Regions from separate parts of the Gossypium hirsutum genome. Here region 2 is linked to region 1. The links are chromatin contacts, called in public Hi-C maps. All regions are on one chromosome and are shown on one strand. The core of a region is the stretch at or near the end of the contact, and the rest is flanking DNA. Distances in the headings are between cores, read along the strand shown. Region 1 holds the start of LOC107887210. Region 2 holds the start of LOC107948120 (UDP-glycosyltransferase 73D1).

Region 1 (6,616 bases), core at 1,473-3,972:
TCCCTGTGGAATCGACCCTATTACTCTATACTACTATTTAATTAAGTTAGAGTATATGATTTTATATTTGGTAGTTTTGACGCCCATCGATTACAATATATAGTTTGAGATGAAAAATATACCAAAAGACATTTTTATTGTATTAACACATAGTTTACTGTTTTTTTGCATTTGTAAACTGATTTGGTGGATTTGACTAATGGTGGGTTTCGATAAACGGTACGGTGTAGTGCGGTGTGTTTAGTTTACTTTTTGTCTCACATTACAGTATCGTTACAGTATTTAATCTTATTGTCACCGCTATTTTTATATTAACCGTAGACAAACACACCGTCCATCTAAACCCACCCTAAATATATTATATATATAATTGTTATTAGATATAAAAAAAGATTATTAATTTCTTTTTTTTTCTTTTCCTTTTAAGACACCATAGGTATTCCAGATTTTAGTCATTTACAATCTCATACGTAAATGTCGTTTTGCTTCCATGGGTGGGAATGAGATATACTTTTCGGGTTTTCCCATACTTCTATGTAAATTAGAATCAATAAAGATATAATTTACCCTATATTTTTACCTTTGAAGTTGCCTAAAAACTTCAAATATGTAAGGAGATTTATTTCCATATTAATTCTGATTAGTTCTCTACAATATTATTATTTATGAGTATTTGCAATGAAGTCTCTTATTTTAAAGTAATGTTTTGGTGAGGTGATTTGTCTCTTGTATTTTGAAAAGAGTCTAAAGAGATTTATAGAGTTTAATGAGCGTCTCGATTGATATAAATACGATTTGCAAGTTTATAGGGTAAGTATTAGCATTATGTGAAATATTAATTATGCATGATACACCTATAGGGGATCGAATCATCAGCTAAGGCTTAAATAACTCTATCTTGTGAGATTGCAGGTTATATCTACATCAACTGATGTGCTCTCTAAATTCCGTGAACCCTTTGGGTCTCTTTGGAGTTTAGAAGACAAACCCCCCACAAGAACAATACATTCCATTGAGGGAGTGAAACATTCCATGGTAAATAATCACCTTCAATAAAATTTATATCTTATCATATAAATTCGATTTAAATTTATTGTATATGTTTTATAAGGTAACGGTAAATTTTAATATATTCTAATTGTTAATATAATTCTAGAATTATAACTTGGAAAATAATATTTCTCACAACATTCCATTATATAGTAAATTTTTTTTGTTCAACTATTCCATTATATAATATTATGGAACAGGTATGGCTAAATAATTATTGTCTATGCAAGTGTATTTTTACCCTGTTTTTTTGGGGTCAAAGGACCACAGTAATTTCTTTGGTAATTAAGGACCACAGTAATTTAGGTTTTCTCAAAAGAAAAAAGAAAAAAAAAAGAAAAAAAAAAGAGATAAATTTGGTTGGATACAAAATAAGATGAACTTAAACAGGTGGGGAAATCATAATTAATGTAAAAGATATGCTTCTTCTTCTTCGTCTTCTTCTTCTATTTATGGTATCCTTTTAATATAAAATCCACTAATAAAGTTATGAATTTTCTTTTCAATTGGTTAACTTACCTCTTACACTTAAGGTATCCTTTTAATATAAAATCCACTAATAAAATTATGAATTTTTAATTTGATACCTTAAAATTATGCTTTATTTGTTTTTACCAAGAATAAATAGCTGTTTTGTATATAATCCCCATTCTAAAGCATGTAAATTGTATATATCCATCTAAAACTTAAGGTTCAAGCTTCAATGGGCAGTAAAGCAATTTTCAGTCTTGTCCTCGTATTAGTTATTTCAGGTTGCTATTATCATATTTTTTTTGTTAGTATCAATGGCAAATTAGGCTTAACTCAATTGATAAACATTAAGATTTGTCTACTTGAATTGCATGGATTTTTGAAGTAGAGAGACTGACATCTTAATTGCTGATCTAAATTTACAGGTAAATTTGTGCAGTCTGATTTAACCTTCAACTTTGACAATGAATGCTCGTTCTCAGTGTGGCTATCAGCCAGTCCTTCCGTTGGCGATGGTGATCCCGAGAGGGGGCCAGGCACATTGGAAATATTCTCCATGCCAGATCCTTGGACCGGTAGCCTCTGGTTACGGACGAAATGCTCGTACGATGCTTCCCAAGTTAATTTTACTTGCGAGACCGGAGACTGCGGGTCTGGCTCGGTCGATTGCCAATCTCCACCACCAAAACCACCAGAGACACTCCTGAATTTCAACATTAACCAGAATGTGGTCTGTTACGAAGTGAGCCTGAACCATGGGTTCAATGTGCCAGTCCGAATTCAACCGATTGGTGGCACGTTGGTTGGAGGGTCCGAAGTGTGCCCCGTTGTCGACTGCATCAAGGATATGGGAGATGTGTGCCCTCCATCCTTGGTGGCTATAAACAAAAATCGAGCCTATGTGGGATGCAATAGTCCATGTGATGCGTTGAAAGATCCCAAATATTGTTGCACCGGAAGCTTACAGGGCAGGCTTGCCAGCCTAATGACTTCTCAAAAAGATTTAAGGAACTTTGTCAGTTGGCACATACATATCCGGGAGACAACGATCCTCCAATATACAAATGCAGTGGGGCAAGTGCTTACAATGTTACATTCTGTCCTTTATAACTCTACCAATTCAGGCATTGTAATAATTCTTATTTGCAGCGCTAAACTATAACTAAATAAATGCAAAGTCCTGTTGTTAAATAATCCTGAATGAATCAAATTAAGTTGAATCCAGAAAAAAAAACTGTTATTTTGGTTGACAGCAGAGTATTGAATACAGCAACAGAGTTGGAAAAAGCTAAGTAAAATAAAAGACACGAAACGTGGACCATTTCAGCCCAATTTCTCACGTTGTAACTGGTAAGCACCTGACTTAAGACTCTCCCCCCTTCTTTTATTTTCTAATTCTAGGGTTCCTCTTGGAAACCCTTTTTCCCCCCTCAATCGCCTAACTGTCTACATCAATGGCAAAGAAGAAATCACCCGGGAAGAAGAAGCAAAAGGTAAAGGGATTGAATCAAATTGAAAATGCTCCAAACTTCAGTAAGCAGTCCAGGAAAGCTGAACCTATGCCTTCCTCTTTTTCTTCCCCTGCTTCCCCATCCGCTTCTGGTATTTCAGTTTCTCTCTCTCTCTCTCTCTCTCTCTCTTGCGCATATTCTATCACCTTTCGTTTCTTTTTGGTGTAATTGGGTATGTTTAAATGTTGCTGGAGTCACAAATTTTATGTTACTCTTGATTATAGAGGAAGGATTGTTCCTCAAAGAATGAAATTTTCTTGTGAATTGGGTAATTGTTACGGTGTAAATGACCCTAAATGTATATCTTGGATATTATTTGAGGAGAAATATTGAACGTCGTAAATTTTAGTGCATCCATTATGAATAATTATGTATTTGCCACTTGTTCTGTTTGCATAATGATCTTAATTTATACGGATAATTCTGTATAACAACTTGATAAGAGCAGAATTTGTTAGGTTCTGAAGTTCTTTTAAGTGTATTGTATGATTATTCATTCAGTCTGTTATCACTTTCTTTGAAGTTCTGCTTCCAAGATAGAGAGACTGTTATAGTTAGCAATGCACAAAAGCATTTTGGAGAACTGTAACCTTTAATCTTGGTAACTGTTTCACAGGTTCCTTACAAGAGTGCTCCTATGATAGAGATGAAGCTTCCAGTGTAACCTTAACTAATTTCGATGATAAACAGGATGGAAATATAGTGGATGACTCAATTGCTTTCAGTGGCTCGTGTGATAAAAGATCAAGATTTGTGTTAAATTTCTATGAATTTCCGGCGTTAGAAGCTGAACCAATTGCTCCAGATACAGCTAGTGATCCATGCAGTGGTAGAGTGGTCCAGTATGTATAATGCTATGGGCAGTTTTCTTATGGTTGCTTTCATGTTATATTCTTTATTTACTTGAGAACTTTCTTTATCCCTTTTTTCTTGTTGAAGTAGGAACGTAGTGGAACAAAAGAGTGATGTGAAGAAGTTACAAGTTAGAGGAAGCACTGGTGTTTGCATAACTCCAGGAAATGCGGTATGGGCCAAAACAGCTTGCCAAGTGTGGTGGCCTGCTCAAGTAAGATACTGTTATTTTTATGTTGTTTCAAAATATGACGTAGATGATCTTTTTGTTTTGTATATACAGTCATGTGCGTGACAGAATCCATAGCTGCAGTTATATATTATATATATTGATTGTAGGATTTGCACTTTTTCCCTTCATTTTTGTTGATTTTTTGCTTTCTGGTTGTTGATGTGCATGTTCTGTAATTAAAAAGGGAAAAGAATTGTTGGAAGCCTGTTGGCACTTCTCTTCAAAGATCATCCTATACCTAATTTTATGCAGAATGGATTGAAATTCTTTCACCCGATATCAGTGGCTTTCAACTTGGAAAATGAAGTTCTAACCCTTTCACTTCTGAAACCCTTTTGTACTGATCTTTTCTAATGGAGATAGAAACTTTGCATAACTAAAGTACAGCAGCTAACAGCAGGTTTAATCATTTAAGTGTCTTTGACTAATACCTGTAACTTTCTTAGCCTGGGAAAACTTCTTTTTCCCATCTCCATTAGATAATTTCAGTTTTGACTTGAAACTTCTCGTTCTCTTCAGATATGTATTTTGCATGGAACAATTTTTCCCCTCTTCAGAAGTACTCTTAAAAGCTCTTACTTGACATTACAGATCATTGAAAAAAGGTCCGTTTTAGTTGATTCAACAATCCAACAAACCGAGGAACATGTTTTAGTAAAGTTTTATGGAAAACATGACAGGTATAGTACCCCCATTGTAAGCTAATGTAGCCTCTATCCTAGAACTGTGAAAGTTTTATTGTTCTACAGGATTTTTTCATTATATGATCTTAAATATTAGCTAATTTCTTTTCAGTGCTTGGATTAATGCAGCAAGAGATCTTTCAATGCTTGAGGATGTAAGTATAGGCTTTGTCTAGCCATGCCAAAATTATCAGTATTGATTTAGTTTAATAAATATTATCGTTCCTTAGAACTTGCAATAAAGAATCTGCTTTTGTTTCTTCTTTTTTTATATTCTTTCTTTCCACCTGTGATATTCATTTGAAGTATTTAGGAGGCTTGGAGGGGAATACCTCCTTTCTTGGTTTGTGCAATGCGAACGGAAATTTTATGGTGATTTTGAAAGTCACAACAAGATATGATAAAAGAAATAGTGGTTCTATGATATACATATATGGGAACTTGATGTTATCTTTAACTTATTTTTTTTCAGCACATGAATTACGGGTTGTGTGAAATCTAATTTTAAAATAAGTGTTTTTCCTTTTTGCCAGTGCTTTGAAGAAAGGAGCTGCAATTTAATGGAAAATTTTCAAGATGCTTTGAAACAAGTATTGAATATTTCCATGAAATGTGCCATTTGTTTTCATTGCTTCATTTTTCAACTTCTGCAACTGTATTCTTGCCTAATTGCAGGCAATAGTACAGAGGAAGAAACATATAAAATCATGTAAGCAGTTGCCTGGAAGCCCTGATCCTTTCCCTCAATCTGATCGGCAAGACAAAAAATCTGGTTTGTGTTGCATTGCACTTATCTCTGTGTTACACTTTTAACCTTCTAACATACTTGAAAAAACAGAAGACAAATAAATTGAGCTGAGGAAGATACACGATTTAAAAGTTGGGGATATTCATCATTGCTTCATTCTTATTATCTCCTATACTTATTGTAGATCAAAAGACTGGAATACAGACAGGTCTTACGTGCCACTAGTCTATCCTCCATGATATACAGAAAATATCAATCTCTTCATTACTCTTAAATCTGATTGAGACACTTGGTGTAGTTATAAGTTTTTTGTCTAGTTGCCTTGCATTAAGACACTTGGGTTATCCAATTCCTTCATACTATTATGTTTTAATCCGCATTCTTTAAAATGTGAATCGAACTTAATATTTAGCATCGTTCTTATTTGGTTCATAGGCATTCTTATAGGTCTACTATAGTGTTATTTTTCAATTGTAGATTGAAAATTGATAGCATCTGTGGTTTGAGCATCTGGGCCTCATTACTTTGATGGTTAGAGGATTAGGATGCTAACTGCTTGTGGGGTTTGCAGTACCCAATTCTTAATGCAATGCTTCAACCTAATATGTTCCTATTTTCATCGACAAGCAAATATCAATTACATTTTCCTGTTTTCTTATCACCTGCAAAATCTGTTTAATTTCTAGAAAGAAATATATGTTATTTTGATAAATTTAGGTTCTACTTAAGACCTCTAATGCTTTTAATTTCCATGGTTTCACCAGAGAAAGAACTGTTCATCGTTCTTCTAAACCCAGCTTAATTTGGAACAGGTAAACATGCTTCATCATTATCAAGCAAAACTGGCAGTAATTTAGTCAGACAAGTAGGTAATAAGAAGGAAGGCAAGCCAAGAATTCATCTTAATGTGAGTAGCCACTCAAATTCTTGGCCAACTTGTCTTAAACTATTTGCTCGTAGCTATCATTAAAAGGTTTGATAATATTGTTTTTATAGGGTGCTAGATTTCCATTGAAATCTGGTGAAGGACCTCGGCGGCTAAAAATTATGCGGTATCTTGGTCTCACAG
Region 2 (6,966 bases), core at 2,997-5,496, 230 kb before region 1:
CTTTTTATGAAGGAATATGTAATGATTACCATAAATAAAATAGGATCATATTGGGATAGTGGATATTATCCCAAAGAGATCAAGAATAGCTTATGAATGTAACACACTTATGAAAATGTCATTGGACGAGCACTGAGTAGTCGATTTCGTAATGATATATTGTTAAGGAAGCTCAATCATGATACTACAGTGGAATGATTTCATGACTAAATTATTTTATAATTAATAGGTGAAAAGCTAGAACATAATTATAAAATTTGAGCCCTAATTACATATGTCCAATCGGTCCCTCCGCTAGCTCGTTGAAACTAGAAATGAATTGCGTGTTTGAATAGAAATGAACAACATGAATAAGAAAAGAGAAATAGGAAACATTTAGGAACGATTATGGTTTTTCTTAAAATGGAAAAATGGAATCATTTGGAAATGAATGTAGGTTTGCAAAATGGAAATGATTTATTTGCAATTCTATATGGATTACTTAAAAATGATCGAAAGAATGAGTTTATGTTTTTGAGCTGCTTTAAAGCCTGAAAATAAAAATAAACAATTTGGGCACAATGTATGAAATATTAAACATATTTTCTCAAATTTTACTGGAGGTAAAATAGGGATGAGAGAATTGTTTAATATAGAAAATTAAAGTTTATTTTTGGAAATAGAAAAATTGAGTCAGGTTGGATCATATTATAGAGTACTAGATCAAAGGCCCAAGAAGTACTTGTTATTGGACCTACTGTGAGAGAGGCCCAAAACCCCTCATATAACATGGAAGGGGTGGCAACCCTAGTAGGAATACTACGATGCGTCGTCCACCTCACTCCTACTCTAAGTAGGAAGTTACTTTTTTATTTGAAATAGACTACTACAACTTAACAATGGTTCTACCTTTTCTTTCTTTTAAGTAGATGGTACCGTAGAGCATTATATATAACTTTAAGAGATTGTTACTTTGCCGAAAAATAGAAAGAATTTATTCTCAACTATCAAGCATATTTTTCCAGAATAATAATTCTGTCGGTTTCTATTAAGAAGAGAGAATTTTTATTTTCACCCCAAATAAAATAGAGAAAACTTTATCTAGTTTTGTGCTTCGATACATCTAGTTCGAGCCCACACTCGAAGCAATTCATGGTACGAGAATAGCGAATAAGATTGTTTGGTTGAAAGTCGGGAACAATAAAAGTCTGCTAAGCCGAAAACACAAGTATGAATTTGGTTGGGGTTTATTGCTATAATTATCACAACTCGGGTCAATTTTCAAAATTTTAATTTTCCGCTAAGAAAACCATTTTCAAATCGGTTTTTGAACAAATTATAACTGTCAAGTTTAAGGACTAAAATGTTCATGCCCTAATGTAATAATAACTATCAAGTTTAAGGGCTAACTTAGGGTGGGTTTGGGACGGCGGTGCGGTGCAATGCGTTTAGCTTACTTTTTGTCTCACGCTACAGTATCTAATCTCATCGCCACCGCTGCTTTTACACTAATTACAGGTAAACGCACCGCCCATCCAAACTCACCCTTAGACATAGAAAAAGTCCAAACCCTAATATGGGAATAGATTAATTCTTTCGAGATTTATTATTATTCTTTTCAATAATGTTGTTTTCAAAGTTTGAACCTATATATTTTTTTGAAAAAATATAATGTACCTTATCGCTTAACCTAAGACTAAAAAAAATCTAATTTTAGCATTTAAATAATATTCGAAGTTTGTGCAATGCAACTATCTATAGTTCATTTCAACTTCTTACTAATAATAATAATAATAGATAAGCAAGAATGATTTGAATATCACTTGAACTTACATAGAAAAGGAGATTACTTGAACTTATATAGTCGTTGAATCAATTTGCTTAATTTTGATTCTTCAAATAATGGACCATTTAGATTACCTATTAATATAAGTTGTCTTCTTGCATCACGATTTAGTCACATGATGTAAATTAATATTAGTTAAATGTTAGGTAACCAATGAGCCAATATTTACTTATACATTTTGTTTTTCATGAATAAACCATTGAGGACAAATATACAAAATATAATAACTTTAACTATGAAATTTTATTAACCAATCTATTTAAAAAGAAAAATTACAAGTATTAATAACGAACAACTACACTAAGAGTACTAAATCCCAACATCGTATCTGAAGTTCAGACTTTAATGTGGGAACAATTGTGTTTATGCTCCAATGTAATAATAATTGTCAAGTTTAAAGAATAACTTAAATATAAAAAAGTCCAAACCTTAATATGGGAATAGATTAATTCTTTTAGAATTTTTTGTTATTCTTTTCAATAATATTGTTTTCAAAATTTGAACCTAAATTTTTCTTTTTGAGAATATAATATATACTAGAAAAATCTAATTTAGTATTTAAATAATATTTGAATTTGTGCAACGCAAGTTTACTTGAACTTTTTAATAATAATAACAATAATAATAATAGTAGTAGTAGTAGTAGTAGTATAGTAGATAAGAAAGAATGATTTGAAGATCACTTGAACTTACATAGAAAAGAAGATTACTTCAACAATAATGAAGGTATTAAAATAGAAATTGTTTAGAGGTTACTCGCAATTATACATTCAAAGGCCTTCCGAGAGAAAAGAAAAGAGGAAATCCAACCTTTTGTAATGGTTTACGAACGTTTAAATTAAACCTGCAGATGGAGGGTGTTACTGAGACTTAGTGATTTCCTCCAATATGTCTCTCACTAAGAGTGACATGTTGCAGTAAGATGATCCACCGTTTTCCAGAGACTTCCTTGCAATTTCAGCAAGCTTTCGTGCTCGAACTCTTCTGTTTTCGCCTTCTTCACCGCCATCCATCAACATATCTATGGCTTTCTCAACTTGATGTTTCTTCACCAACACCCCCAGTTTCTCTTCTTCACCCCATCTAACGGAGACTTCAACCCCAACCCCAACTCCGATCTTCAGAATTTGGACGATGAGTTTTTCGTTAAAGAATTGTTCCGAGAATTGAGGCCATGTTATCATTGGAACCCCGGAGCATACAGATTCTATGGTTGAATTCCAACCACTGTGAGTTATGAACCCTCCTATTGCAGGGTGGGATAAGATAAGAACTTGTGGAGCCCAACCCTTGATCAAAAGCCCCCTCCCTTTGATCCTCTCCTCATATTTCTGCTCTGAAAACCACTTCTCTAGCTCCTCAGCTCTTTCATCGCTTGTTTTGACTACCCAAATGAATGGTTGTTGTGATGCTTCTAGACCTAACCCCAGTTCTATTAGTTGTGCTGGAACTAGACGGCATAGGCTACCCAGGCAAGCGTAAATAACTGACCTTGGTTCCTTCGAGTCGAGCCATTTCATGCATTTTTGTTCCTTGATCGATGCTTTGTTTCCTCTTTCAAATTTGTCCAAGTTCATCTTGTTGCATAAAGAAACCGGTCCAATGGTCCAAACCTTTTTCTTTATAGCCTTCTGGTACTGTTCCACGCACCCTTGCTCTAGTTCATTGAAGCTGTTTATGACAACACCGAAAGCACTCATTTCGGCCTCTTGCATCTTGTTCCGAACATCGTCCAGGTCTGGCAGACTAACAAATGCTCCAGGAAGTTGAGCCCTTGTTATCTCCACCGTTTGTGGCAATCCCGGCACCACGAACGGTTCCGTATCCGAAGCAACCGAAAGATGAGCCTTGTGAAGCTTCACATTGTGAGAGCACAGCAATGAAAAACAGCCCATCCCATGGAAAACAATCCTGGGAACGTTAAACCTTTCAGCAGTTTTGGAAGTCCAGGAAAGACACTTATCTGATATTATGCAGCTGGGAAGCGGCTTTTGTTGCTCCAGGAATCGTTCCAATGGTTCTTGCAACATTCCGAGTGCATTGTAGAACCTTTTCAATAGATCCCTGGAAGACAAAGTGTCAAGGTTCTCGCATCCCACAGGGAGTCCGACTTCCCGGCATGGAAATGGGATTTTCACTACTTGGATCTGAAGCCCTGATTGGGTAGCTCGTTGGATGACCGAGTCGAACCTGGACGCATTGTGGGGCGTAGTGACTAAGCTTACCATCACCCTTCGTTCTGCAAGAAGCTTGGCCAAGTCAATCATAGGAATCATATGACCTTGCGCCATGAGCGGGATCAACACGAAGTGTAGTTGCTCGGCCATTGAGACGAACAATTCCAACTTTGGCCAGTCGAGTTGGTCACCTAAATTTTGTTCTTAATATCACGTCTATACGTTTTTTTGAAGGTTTCTTACCAATTGCAGGTCTTATAAGGTGAGCTTGACTTTGAATAAGTCCAAATATATATTAGTTAAAAGGGAATGTTAAATAATTAGTATGTATAATATCGTTTACTTCATTTTTTCTATCAATATCTATCTAACTAATATATATATAATTGACTTGACTTGGATTTTGTGTTTGATTAAGTCATCTCATGCCCTATGTTTGGTGTTGAATTAGTCAACTTGTCGGCCTTGTGGCTTTACCCCGGCAACCACGCTAATCATAGCTCTGATGATAGATTGGTTGGTCTTTAAGCTTCTATTTCCTCGTTTTATATCAGATTTGATGTTGATAACATTTTTTGTCGCTTTCTTCAATCAATTACATCAAGAAGCTTTCGCGTTATTTCCTTCTTCTTCATAAATATTTTTTTCCTAAGATTGTCCTATGCTGAAATTAATCCCAAAATTCTTACTGTTAACTAATTATATTAGATTTTAATTTACATTATGATGATCCAACAATATTTTTTTAGAGTAAATGAATAATTAATGTTTTTTTTAAATTGGACTGGTAGTCGAATCGGTTAAGTCATTGATTCATCAGTCAAGCAATTGATTCAATCGTCAAGTCAACTATTTTTAATCGATTCAATCAGTTCATACCGATTTTCGATTTAATTGGTTCAAAATCACTTTCTAAACTAATCCGACTGACCGATCTAATTCAGTTCAAACAACATTGCGAATAATATAATACAACAAGAAATATCAAATTAACTATTATTATTTTTAACTCTAAAATTAATCTATTTTTTGTATAAAATTTTACAACCCTGGACTCTTTTAGAACTAAATCCTAATTTAACCCTTTTTATAAAATCATAAATTTTAAAATTTTAAATTCAAATACAACCAGAAATCATAAATACAATTGAATAAAAAAACGTACTATTATTATTTGTTATTTTTGTTTATTTTTTACATTAATTAAAAATAATATTATCGAGGGAAATTGATCCCGAGCTAAAAAATTAATGCATAATATTAATTAATTTTTTTAAAAAATGAAGTCACACAATTTGTTATTAAAAATACCTAAAAGAGACTTTTTAAATATAATTGAAGTATCTTCCAAGAAATTTGATTCTACTACTTAATGTATTGGAATGGGAAAGTGAATGTGCTCCTTACTTGTCTTTCTTCATGTCGACGGAGTCTTCAAAGTTGTTAAATCTGACTTTTTGGAGCAACCAAACTCTCTTTTGTTGTCAATTGCAGTTAAACATTTCTGTTGATGATGTCCCTTTGCACGGGATATATTAAAATCAATTTACACCTAAGTGCTCACGCCATAAGGTATATATTTTATATTTGTGTCAAATAACTTTTTTTAATTTTAATTTTTATTTAATATCTCAATTTTTTACATTTAATTTATATGACAAAAAGAATGTAGTTAATTATCCAAAACTTATCTAAAAATATATTTAAATCCAATAAGTCAAAGGTTCCACATGTTGAAAGTCGTAAAAAAAAACGAAAATAAGAGTTTATATAATAAGGTAATAATTAGCATTCATGTACCCAAAATAATATTTGATGTATTTTAATGTATAAGTTTATAAACGGATAACAAATTAAAGATAGTAATTTATTAAAAGAATTTTAAAAATAAATATGTAAATTTTTATTTTTAATAAAATAATATTAAGGTTGTTTGAATTGGTTAGATAGGAAATCAATTGGAGTACCAATTTAGAGAAATGCATTGACATGGTAATCCAAAAATTGTTAGAGATTGATTGAACTAGGTTCAAAATCTATTGGGTCAAATATTTAATATTTTATAATTTTTTAATGATTTACTTAATCAAACCGAATAAATTAATCAAACCGACAAATCAATAACGCTTCTGAAAATCTCGAATTATATCATCAAATTTATTAATTATTAAATTAATATACTTTCAATTTATTTGCATTGATTCCCATTTAATTATTAAACCAATTTAATATCTTTACATATTTTTAATAATTTGATTATTACTTTAGTTTTGAATAATTAATTATATTTATTTTATAATATAAAATAATTTAATATCATATAAATTAATATTATGACTTAAACTTTTTTAAGTTGTATCTTTAACCGATTATGGCTTATTTTATATTTTTTTAATCAAATTTATTTATATTATAGTTTTATCTTTAATCGATTATGAATTAAACTTTATATTATTTATATAAAAAATTCAGTCCAAAGTTCAACCCTATAAAAATTATTATTTATATTTATATTATATGATAATCAATTAATTCAAGGATTAATTTTACTATTAAAATAAATATTTTTTTATAATTAATTAATTTTAAAGTTAAAATTCTAAAATTTTAAAATAAAAAATTAATTGGATTTCAAATAAATGATTATAAAATATACAAGGTAAATCAAAAGCTATAAATTCAAAATTTTGATGAATTCCTTTGGATACAAGATTAAAAATATACAAAATAAACTAAAGTAATAAATTTAAAATTTTGATGAATTCACCTCGTTTGATGAAACTAATAATAAGAAAAAATGTATGGTTATTACAGTAACGAGCATTGCATAAAATATAACAATAAATAATGTTTCAAATGGAAAGATATAGGTTTCAAACACGTTATATTCTACATTTTAGATATTGAAATTATGAGTAATTTAAAAGTCTTAAAAAAGAATAATAGTGTCTTTACTCTTCCGAA

What was found. Hi-C and Micro-C count contacts between places; a contact is called where the count stands out from the background.
Region 2: a contact with region 1 is called in a Hi-C map of leaf, with 2.9 times the contacts expected there. The contact joins the promoter of LOC107948120 here to the promoter of LOC107887210 in region 1. A contact is called at or near these places in 8 of 34 Hi-C or Micro-C datasets (callus, leaf and petal).

Annotation. Positions count from the first base shown.
Region 1 is chrA04:64,142,747-64,149,362 of Gossypium_hirsutum_v2.1, forward strand. It overlaps LOC107887210, which reads left to right and starts at 2,723. Exons shown (of 10, transcript XM_041111059.1): 1 at 2,723-2,871; 2 at 2,988-3,123; 3 at 3,649-3,874; 4 at 3,975-4,098; 5 at 4,708-4,796; 6 at 4,912-4,954; 7 at 5,333-5,389; 8 at 5,475-5,571; 9 at 6,360-6,454; 10 at 6,544-6,616. The coding sequence starts at 3,081. It also overlaps the pseudogene LOC107887212.
Region 2 is chrA04:63,915,410-63,922,375 of Gossypium_hirsutum_v2.1, forward strand. LOC107948120 (UDP-glycosyltransferase 73D1) reads right to left here and starts at 4,247. Exons shown (of 1, transcript XM_016882589.2): 1 at 2,480-4,247. The coding sequence starts at 4,152. The coding sequence ends at 2,686.